2 separate regions of the Callithrix jacchus genome follow, and region 1 is linked to region 2. The links are chromatin contacts, called in public Hi-C maps. All regions are on one chromosome and are shown on one strand. The core of a region is the stretch at or near the end of the contact, and the rest is flanking DNA. Distances in the headings are between cores, read along the strand shown.

Region 1 (5,515 bases), core at 1,501-4,000, 110 kb after region 2:
GTCATTTGGAGACTGGAAGGCACCTACTTAGGGCTGCCCCCATTCCCATAGTAGCTCTAATCCTCCCAGCCCAAGGTCAGATCTACCCACCAGGAAGAGGGGTGCAGAGGTGCTCTTCTGGAAACTCCCTTTAGGCCCCTCAGGGAGGGCGTGGTCGTACTTGGCACTCCCCAGGAGCCTTCTGAGCGCACCCCGACTTTCTGCACGCCCTCCTCATCCCCCTGGGTTGGGCTTTTACCAGCCCCATTTGGCAGATGGGGAAGCTGAAGGGTCTGGGTTGGAAGAGACGCTTCCTAATCCACAGGTGCCAGACAGCACCTTGCTGAATCCCGTTCCTGCCCCTCCCCGTTTGACTTGCGGCGCCCAAGATTTTATTTTTCGTGGGGTGCGAATCGATAAAACAGAAAAAAATAAGAATGCATACTGCGACCCCCACCTGTAGAGATAGAGGGGTACAGCAGCTGGGTGTAGACAACCCCAATGAGGATACCCGAAGGACCCCCCCCTCGCCCCCGGCCACGCAATCCTACTAGCTTCGCGACTCACTCCGTAACTACCCGCCCCGAGGCGCGGGAAGAGAAGTTCAGGACTCCAAGCAAAAGGCGCGGCTGCCTTGGCCGCAAAGGGAGCTTGGGAGGAGGGGTTAGGTCTCCCTGGGAAGAGACCTGCAAGGGCCAAGGCTTGAAGTGCCTATAGGTGGGGGTGGAGGAGGTGGGGGGATCCCTGAGGAATCCGGTGAGCTCAGGACGGCCCGTCTGGGAATTGTGGGTGGGGGTAGAGCGGCCAGGTTCCAGCCCCCTTCACAGTGGGAGAACAGGAGGGAGAGGAAGGCGCGTCACCCAACCCAGGCCAGGGGCGAGGCTACGACTCCACTCAGTCCCTCACCACACGCTTCCTTTGGGGGTCAAGAAGACCCAGCATCCGGAGATAAGACTGAAGCCCCACCCAGTGGGCCGGACCGCAGGGGAGACAGACGTTCTGCTCCCAGGCTGGAATCCCGCCTTTCTCCTCGCCTGTAGAGCCAGGGCACGTCGCTTCCTTTCTTCAAGCTCAGTTTCCTCATCTATGATATGGGATTAAAAGGAGGCGGTTCTGAGGAGTAAATGAGATTAAAAGGCGCAGCCAGAACAGGCCCGGGACAGCGCCAGCGTTGCGTGGCGATCACGGTGTTGAAGCGCAATGGTGGCCGCCCCGTGGGCTCCCCAGGAGCCGGAGGAGGGCCGAGGGGTCCAGCCGGGGAGGATCAGCCCCCGACAGTCCCCTCCCGCCCCCGCTCCTAGCCTCGGGGCACGAAGCCGCGGCGCCAGTAGGCAGGCAACGCCCCCCTCCCTTCTCCTCCCGGCCCCCGCGCGGGGCCTCCCCTCCCCGGCTCCCCCTCTGCAGGCCTTGGCGGACGTGCGCCGCGTTGCACCCGGCGGCCGGACGGGACAGGACGCGCCCGCTCCGCCCCGCCGAGGAGGCCCCAGGGGCGAGCGGGAGGGGAGGAAGTGCCGAGGCGTGTTTATCGGGCTTGGCGTTATTCTTAATTTTTAAATGGTGAACACAAAATAGTAACGACGAGTGAAAAAGACGTCATAAACCGGGGGAAAGACCGGCCCGCAAACTCACGGCGCGCACCACGAAGGGGCTTCCCGCGTGAAGACGGGGACCTCAGTTCCCAAGTGCCAGCCAGCACCGCGCCGGAGCCCGGGTGGGGTGGGCCGTGAGAGTCTGGTTTGAGGTCCCCACGGTCGGACTTTGGGCCCACTGCGTGCGGCGCCGAGCTGGGCTCCAGGGATCGGCAGCAAGACCAGTGACCCCCACCGCATCCCCAGTAGTCACAGGGCGGCCAGCGAGCGCGGGCAGGGGAGGGGGTCTGGGAATACCCCTGGAGAAGGTGGCATTTCCTCAAGGTCGGTGGAATTTGGCTACGCGAAGGGAACAGCGCCTACGAAATTTCAGGCGGGAACGCGCGGTGGCCCGGGACCGGCGGGTGGACGTGCGGGGAGAGGTCGGCAGGCCCCTTCCCAGGGCCGGGAGTTGGAATTTCACACCCTACAGACCTGGGGCACCTCGCCCTGGGGCTGCGGGGGGGGCGGCGACCGTCCCATTCAAGAGCGTGATTCTGAGGTTTGCACAGATACTTGAAGACTGCAGAGCCTTCGCTGGCTCACGAGGTCCTTGCGAAGTGACCCCCGCGACCACCAGACCGGAGAGAAGACCCATTTCACAGATGAGGTAGCGCTATCCCCAAGTCCTCAAGGAGGAAACCAGGAAACCTCTAGTTCGGGTCTTCAGCGCAGAGGTGGAGCCGCGCAGCACTCGCGCACTCCCCGGCGTGGGCGCTCCGGGCAGGCGAGCCTTGGCCCGGGGCGCTCGGCAGCTTGGAAAGGTGGGCCGGGTACCGGGTCTGCCACGCAGCCGCAGAGGCTCAGCCCGGCCGGCGGCGGGAAAGGAGGCGACGCCCCCTGGAGCGCGGCTGGAACCCGGCCCCGCCCACCGCCCAGTCCGCCTAGCCGCGCCGGTCCCTGAAGTGGTGAAAGCCGCGGCCGAGTCCTGGTCACACCGAAGCCGTTGCCCTTTTAAGGGGGAGCCTTGAAACGGCGCCCGGGTTCCATGTTTGCATCCGCCTCGCGGGGAGGAAACTCCATGTTGTAACAAAGTTTCCTCCGCGCCCCCTCCCTCCCCCTCCCCCCTAGAACCTGGCTCCCCTCCCCTCAGAAGCTCGCGGGGATCCCTCCCTCCCACCCCTCCCCTCCCCCCCGCGCCCCGATTCCGGCCCCAGCCGGGGGGGAGGCCGGGCGCCCGGGCCAGAGTCCGGCCGGAGCGGAGCGCGCCCGGCCCCATGGACAGCTCGGCCGTCATTACTCAGATCAGCAAGGAGGAGGCTCGGGGCCCATTGCGGGGCAAAGGTACCGGGGCTGCGGGGAGCTGGCCGAGGCCGGGGCACCGTGGGAGGAGAGGAGGGGCCGGGATCTTCCCCGGGGGAGCCGCCCGGGGCGCCCGCCTTGACAGTGCCCGAAGCTCCCAGCCCGTGAGGGAGCGGGGAGAGAGTTTGAACTCAAAGGAGGCTCAGAGACGCGGGGCGGGGCCTGGCGCTTTTGGGGCGCTCCCGTCCGCTAGAGGTGAGGAAACTGAGGCAGGACTAGAGAGACTCCTTTGGGGGCTCCCTGGCTGGCATTGCGTGGTGCATGGGCGTCCCCCCCATTCGTGCCAATGGGGCTGGGAGATGGGGGGGCTGAGGAGGGCACCAATGGGGCACCCGCTGAGACTCCGCCCCACCCCCCCCACCCAGGCTGCGGTCCGGTAGGGTCTTGGGAGGGGGCGCCGAGGTGACAGCGGGCTGGGGAGGCTTGAAGGGATCTCCCGCCAACACACAGCCACGTTCCCACAAACTTCGCGTCACGCGTGGTGGCGCCGAGCCCCTCCGAGGCACAGAGACGACGGCCAGCACTTCCAAGAGTCGCCTGGCGCCCGCGGGGAGAGTCTTGCGCCTAGTGGGCACGCACTGCCCGGGGAAGGCTGCGCCCCCGGGTGGCTGGACCGGGGTGGGAGTCTGCCCCTCCTCTTCCCTGTCTGGACCTCAGGACCTGGACGCTGCTCCCAGGTCTGCCCACCCCCACCTGGGCCTGGCTGCCCCGGAGCAGGGGGCAAGGTGGAAAGGCTAGTTGCAGGGGGCCGGAGGGGGTGGGGTGAGAGGGGTGTCTGTCAATCAGGCAGCGGTTGCTGGGCTCCAGGTCGGAGGTCTGGGCAGGGCGGGGCAAGCAGATGGCCGCTGGACACTGGCCCCAGACCGTGGGCCTGCATCCCTGCCTCTGGGCCCAGCCGCGGGTGAGGACTTTGTCCCACAGTGGGTGGAGAGGATAGAGGGAGGGCAGGGGTGGACAACTGCCCTGAGCCCCAGGCCCTGACTCTCCTGAGCCGGAGGGCTCAGGTAAAGTGGGGTCATGATCATCAGCAGTCATGGAGGCGGTGAGAGGCAGGGAAAGAGCACCCCAGGACCCCCTTCTCCAGGCAGCCACTCCCTATGTGGGTGGGCGCCTTAATACCGCTAGACCTACTTGTGGGGAGCTGCAGGAGCCTTGGAGAAGACTGTGGGGCCCCTGGCAGGGGCATTTCAGGAAGAGTCAGGAGCCGCCTTAGTGTGTCTCCTTTAATGAAGTGGCTACGGCCAGATCCTCCCAGGTGGGGTTCATGCCTGGGCGCACATGCAGGATTCTGCAGGCCAGTGTGCACCCAGCCCCCAACCTGGGCCTCCTTATTTCAGGTGACCAGAGGTCAGCAGCTTCCCAGAAGCCCCGAAGCCGGGGCATCCTCCACTCACTGTTCTGCTGCGTCTGCCGGGACGATGGAGAGGCCCTGCCCGCCCACAGCGGGTCGCCCCTGCTTGTGGAGGAGAATGGTGCCATCCCCAAGGTGTGTGGGGGCCAGGTGGGGCTTCAGGGCTTTAGGGGAAGGGGTTCCTGACTGAGCTTTTCAGCACACACTTATGGACCCTGACAGGTCCAGAGTGGGAGGATGCCAGCCTCCCCTGCCAGGCTCTGCCCACTTTGGGGAAACTGAATTCTCCCTTATAGGTGGAAGTTTTTCTCTACCTTGGTTTTCAGAGAGGGCTCAGCCAGGTGGCCTATCCAAGCCACAGAGCTGGCAGGGGCAGAGCTGGGAAGCAGGTGGTATCTGCCCCTGGCTCCAGGGTTCCTCTAGAGAGGGCAGGAGGAAGGACGGGACCTGGAGAGAGGCCCCCCAGCCAGCCCCGCCCTCCCCACAGCAGACCCCAGTCCAGTACCTGCTCCCCGAGGCCAAGGCCCAGGACTCAGACAAGATCTGCGTGGTCATCGACCTGGATGAGACCCTGGTGCACAGCTCCTTCAAGGTGGGCCCTGCTCAACAGCCCTCAGCCTGGGTCTCAGCGGGGTCCCCCACCCTGGCCTGGGAGGGAGGTGTATGCTGGGCCCCACCCCCTGGGGCTCCCCCCTCCAACTCCAGCAGCTCTTTTCCCCCCACAGCCAGTGAACAACGCCGACTTCATCATCCCTGTGGAGATTGATGGGGTGGTCCACCAGGTGAGGGCCAGGAGGAGGCAGTGGTGGGCTTGGCCTCTGCCTTCCAGACCCCAGGCTCTTCCCACCAATCCAGAGCACCTTGGATGGGACTTGCATAGACGTGGAATGTCAAAGGCCCAGAGAGGGTGTGAGGCTTGCCCTAAAGGCACACAGAATCAGAAGGGCTTGGGCTGACTCCAGGCTGCAGCGTGGGCTCCTCCGCTAGGCCCCCCGTGCTGTGCCCCCTCACCCCACCCTGCCCGGGACCCAGTTCAAGTAATTCAGGATAGGTTGTGTGCTGTCCAGCCTGTTCTCCATTACTTGGCTCGGGGACCGGTGCACTGCAGCCTTGGGGTGAGGGGGCTGCCCCTGGACTCCTGCACTGGGCTGAGGCTGAGGCAGGGGACGGGACTGGGAATTAGTGACTTTGTGAGGTAGGACCGGCCAGTGGAGTGGAAGTTTTGATCATTTTCTGGGAGGGGGCCAGTTTCCCC
Region 2 (5,403 bases), core at 2,799-5,298:
GCGATTCTCAGCCTCAGCCTCCTGAGTAGCTGGAATTACAAGTGTGTGCCACTACGCCCAGCTAATTTCATTTTATTTGTTCTGTTTTGTTTGTTTTTGTTTGTTTTGTAGAGATGGGTTTTCGCCACATTGTTACCCAGGCTGGTCTCAAACACCTGACCTCAAAGTAATCTACACTTGGGCTCTGTCTTACCCCGTCAGGGCTACTACCACAAAAATGCCTTAGAGTGGGTAGTTTAGAAACAGAGAAATGTGGTCGGGCACAGTGGCTCACGCCTGTAATTTGGGAGGCCCACTTGGCCTCCCAAAACAGATTTTTTTTTTCTGAGAAGGAGTCTCGCTCTGTCGCCAAGGCTGGAGTGCAGTGACGCAATCTCAGCTCACTGCAACCTCTGCCTCCAGGATTCAAGCGATTCTCCTGCCTCAGCCTCCTGGGTAGCTGTGATTACAGGCATGAACCACCATACCTGGCTAATTTTTTTTGTATTCTTAGTAGAGACAGAGTTTCACCATGTTGGTCAGGCTGGTCTCAAACCCCTGACCTTGTAATCCGTCCGCCTCAGTCTCCCAAAGTGCTGGGATTACACGAGTGAGCCACCATGCCCGGCCTAACAGAGATGTTTTTAAAACTGTCCCCCATACATACACTGCGTATGTTTATTTATGTAGATATAGTTTAAGTAGGAATTACTTAGAGGACTGGTGGCCATTCTGGTGGGCTAGCTCCCCCATACACCCTTCAATTTACATTCTGTGGGCCAAGAACCTCATTTTAGGAAGTCTCCACCCAAGCTGTGATCTCACCAGAGCAAGTAGAGTTCTGCTCAGTTTCTGTCTCCCCCTTACTCAAGGAGTAGAGCTCTAGGTGAAATGCATGGCCCCGTGGAATCCAGCCAGATCTCCGACGTCCTTTCATGCTCTCTACACTTGGGCTCTGTCTTAGTCCATCTGGGCTACTACCACAAACATTCCTTAGAGTGGGTAATTTAGAAACAGCAGAAATGTGGTCAGGCATAGTGGCTCATGCCTGTAATCCCAGCACTTTGGGAGGCCAAGGCGGGCAAATCACCTGAGGTTGGGAATTTGAGACCAGTCTGATCAACATGGAGAAACCCCGTCTCTACTAAAAATACAAAAATTAGCCAGGTGTGGTGGCACATGCCTGTAATTCCACCTACTCAGGAGGCTGAGGCAGGAGAACCGCTTGAACCAGGGAGGCAGAGGTTGCAGTGAGTTGAGATAGCACCATTGCACTCCAGCCTAGGCAACAAAAGTGAAACTCCGTCTCAAAAAAAAAACAAAAGAAAAGAAAAAGAAACAGCAGAAATGTATTGCTCACAGTTCTGGAGGGTGGGAAATCCAACATCAAGGTGCCACCTGCAGTTAGGAGTCTGACAAAGGCTCCCTCCACTCTTCATAGATGGTATTGTCTAGCTGCATCCTTTTATGGCCAAGGAAGGAACAAACAGACACCACCCCCACACCAGCCTTTTCTTTTTCTTTTCTTTTCTTTATTTTTATTTATTTATTTTTGAGACCAGGTCTCACTGTCACCCAGGTTGGAATGCAATGGCACAATCACAGCTCAATGCAGCCTTGACCTCCAGGGACAACTAATCCTTGCACCTCAGCCTCCTGAGTAGCTGGGACTACAGGCATGCACCACCACACCTGGCTAATTTTTGTATATTTTGCAGAGGCAGGATCTCACTATGTTGCCCAGGCTGGTCTTGAACTCCTGGGCTCAAGCAATTTTTCTGTCTCCACCTTCCAAAGTGTTGGGATTACAAGTGTGAGCCACTGCACCTGGCCACCAACTTCTTTTTTTCTTCCTTTTTTTTTTTTTTTTTTTGTGAGACAAAGTCTCTTTCTTATCGCCTAGGCTGAAGTGCAGTGGCAAGATCTTGGCTCACTACAGCCTCCGCCTCCTGGTTCAAGCAATTCTCCTGCCTCAGCTCCCTGAGTAACTGGAACTACTGGCATGTGCCACCACACCCAGCTAATTTTTTTGGATTTTTAGTAGAGACGGGGGTTTCTGTAGGGCTGAAGGCCCCACAGGGTCGTGGGGTGTCCCTTATGCTGTGCTGAGGCGCAGGATACGAGAAATAAAGAGACAGGACACAGAAGTACAAGGAAAACACAGCTGGGCTCGGGGGGCCACACCACCTGTGAGCAGAGTCAGGCGAGGCCCCTGAATGTCCAGTAGCGTAAGTATTTATTGTGTATAGGTTAGGAGGCAGGGCAGTGAGTGAAATCATCTTTAAGGATAGTGATGGGATCGTGAGCAATAAAACAAGGGGTCCACCCCCATTAGGTCACCTGGGCTAGGAGATGGACAGTGCACAGCAAGGGGTTCATTCCCATTAGGTCACCGAGGCATGGAGGTGGGCCGTGCACAGTGAACAGGGTGCAGTGTGCAATACCTCTGTCTATGGGTAAACTACTTCTAAGAAGATTTATGGGGGGATGCTTTAAGTCACACAGCAGTGACAGAGCTGTCAGGGTTACTGCCACCTACTGGCAGCTTCCAGTGAGTTCTATGGGAAGATGCTTTTCGAGCAGCACAGTAACAAGAGCTGATAAAGTTCACAGTCACCAAGGTGCAATTGCCAGTCTGAGGGCAGCCTTCCACAAGAACTGGAGCAAGGTCCTACAACTCCTTTATCAGGAGGAGTGGCTCTTGCCCCAAGCCTGCCATACAGCGGATATCTTTACGATACTGAACGCTGCCGCCTGGTCCATGGATTCTTGTCCTAGTATAACTGTTTTCCCTTAAATCATGTTCTGCACTGTGTCTGCTCTAGGCATTCCTCTGATATAAGCTGCTTATTTCTTAATTCATGCTCTGTACTGTGTATACTCTAGGCATTCCTCCGATTATGAACAAAGATATAATTTTTTATATATGTAGGGAAATATTCTTGAGGCACTCATACTATGAACTAATATGTGATTATATAGAGAGGATTGTATAAAGGCAAATAAGTGAGTAGTAACACTATAAACAGATAATCTTCAAGCCCAACTTCCATAAACTAATATATGATTATATAAAGGGTTATGCAAAAGGAAATAACTAAGTAGTAACACTATAAACTGAGATATTCTTCAGGCCTTAATTGTGCCAGGATTCTGCTTAGCTCTCCTTCCTCAGTGCCTATATGGGGGGTTACCCACAGGTTTCACCGGGTTAGCCAGGATGGTCTTGATCTCCTGACCTCGTGATCCATCAGCCTCCGCTTCCCAAAGTGCTGGGATTGCAGGGGACAGCCACTGCAGCCGGCCTCATCAGCTTCTTTTCTAAGAGCAGGAATTCCATTCCAGAGCGTTCCACTTCAGGACCTGATCACCTCCCAAAGGCCCCACCTTTTAATACTATCACATTGAGGGTTAAGTTTCAACAAATGAATGGAGCAGGGACAGCAGCATTCAGAACATAGCAGGCCCCTTATCCAGAAAATACCCTCCACTTTCTAGAACCACCAGGATGGTTGGTCTCCAAGGAAATTCCCTTTCCAGCCAGCAATCACCAGTGACTCACATCTGCCCAACTGGGGGAGTGGAACACACCTTGCTGCGTGCTTTTCCTCCGAAGCCCTTTTTCTGACCGTGGGGTCAAAAATAACACCTGAAGCAGCTGGCTCAGAGCAGCAGTGCTTCGCGGGCAATAGGCATCCAATAAACGACGTTTCTTTTCTTGGGCCTTATCTGCAAAATTATTAAGTAAGCTCTTATTGTCTGCCAAGGAGACAGGAATTTCCAGTTCTAGCAATAAGACAGCTGAAAGGACACAGCCTCTGCTCTCAAGAAACTCACAATCTAAGAGAGCCAGTAAAAGGACAGGTTATTACCATGTTGACAGCTTGACAAATGCTGGCAGGTAAAGAAATATTCACTTGGTTCCTCCAGATCCCAGAGAAAGCTCCTAATCCAGTGTGGGGAAAGGGGTGGGGGCTCGGGAAAGGTCTTCAGAGGAGCTGACATCTGACTCGAGTGTTAAGGGGTGTTAGGAACCAGCATAGTGGGAGGAGGGGAGAGGGTTCTCCAGGCAGAGGGCGGAGGGCGAGGGGCTTAGGGCCAGTTGTCCCAGCAAACTAGTATGGGAGGCGGGGGATGCAGTGGGGTAGAAGGGGTAGGAAATAGGGCTGGGCAAGGAGGCAGGGGGCCAGGAATTGAGATTTTACCCTGAGAGCAGTGGGAAGCCAGAAAACAGCCACCTAGAGGGAGTTTGGGATGGTCAGGGAGGCTCTGGTGGTGCCCTTGGGGTAGGGTTCCAGCTTTAGCAAATAAAGATGCAAGGCAACCAGTTAAATTTGAACTGCAGTTAAACAATAAACCTTTTTTTTTTCTCGAGACAAGGTCTGGCTCTGTTGCCTAGGCTGGAGTGCAGTAGTGCGATCTTGGCTCGCCGCCACCTTCCCCTCCCTCCCCCTCCCAGGCTCAGGCCTCCCGAACAGCTGGGGCTACAGCTGTGAGTGCCACGACGCCCAGCTAATTTTTGTATTTTTTGTAGAGATGGGGTTTTGCCATGTCGCCCAGGCTGGTCTTGAACTCATGAGCTCAAGCAATCCACCTGCCTCGGCCTCCCAAAGTGCTGGGACTACAGGCATGAGCCACCGTGCCGGCCAAACAATTTTTTTCTTTTCTTTTTCTTTTTGCGACGGAGTTTTGCTCTTGTTACCCAAGCTGGAGTGCAATGGCGCGATCTCGGCTCACCACAACCTCCGCCTCCTGGGTTCAGGCAATTCTCCTGCCTCAGCCTCCTGAGTAGCTGGTATTACAGGCACACACCACCATGCCCAGCTAATTTTTTGTATTTATAGTAGAGACGGGGTTTCACCCTGTTGACCAGGATAGTCTTGATCACTTGACCTCGTGATCCACCCACCTCGGCCTCCCAAAGTGCTGGGATTACAGGCGTGAGCCACCGCACCCAGCTTTTTTTTTTTTCTTTTAAAGACGCGGTTTCACCTTGTTGGTCAGGCTGGTCTTGAACTTCGGACCTCAGGTGATCCGCCCGCCTTGGCCTCCAAAGTGCTTGGATTACAGGCGTGAACCACTGCACCTGGCCAATTTTTTTTTCATATAAGCGTATTCCACTGCCCCATATAATATTTGGAAATACTTAACACTAAAAAAGTATTCGTTGCTTATCTGAAATTCACACTTAGCTGGGCGTTTGTATTTTTCTGGTAACGCTATCTGGAGGAGAGTGGAGTCAAGTCCATGGCTGCAGGAAGAGGGGTGGGGGAGGAAAAGGGATTAGACTGATGTTTATTTTAGGACTGGTGTAGCTAAAGCTTAGTGATTGGTGGGAGGGGGTGGTGGCAGCTTGGAAGGGGTGGGCCCAGGTGGAACCTAAAGGATATGGGTGGGGAAAACTTAATTGGAGCATTGAATCTG

Evidence for each region. Hi-C and Micro-C count contacts between places; a contact is called where the count stands out from the background.
Region 1: a Hi-C map of induced pluripotent stem cells shows a contact between it and region 2, with 4 times the contacts expected there. The contact joins the promoter of CTDSP1 here to the enhancer-like site in region 2. A contact is called at or near these places in 3 of 3 Hi-C or Micro-C datasets (induced pluripotent stem cells and skeletal muscle).

Annotation. Positions count from the first base shown.
Region 1 is chr6:140,149,040-140,154,554 of calJac240_pri, forward strand. It overlaps CTDSP1 (CTD small phosphatase 1), which reads left to right and starts at 2,751. Exons shown (of 8, transcript XM_078328492.1): 1 at 2,751-2,891; 2 at 3,360-3,476; 3 at 4,247-4,395; 4 at 4,751-4,852; 5 at 4,986-5,042. The coding sequence starts at 2,825.
Region 2 is chr6:140,039,268-140,044,670 of calJac240_pri, forward strand. All of the region lies in intron 2 of PNKD (PNKD metallo-beta-lactamase domain containing), which reads left to right. Among named protein-coding and RNA genes, the nearest start is that of TMBIM1, 4.2 kb to the left of the region's middle. Within about 2 kb of position 4,049, at least 6 of the 16 cell types and tissues checked have an H3K27ac peak or open chromatin away from gene starts, as enhancers often do.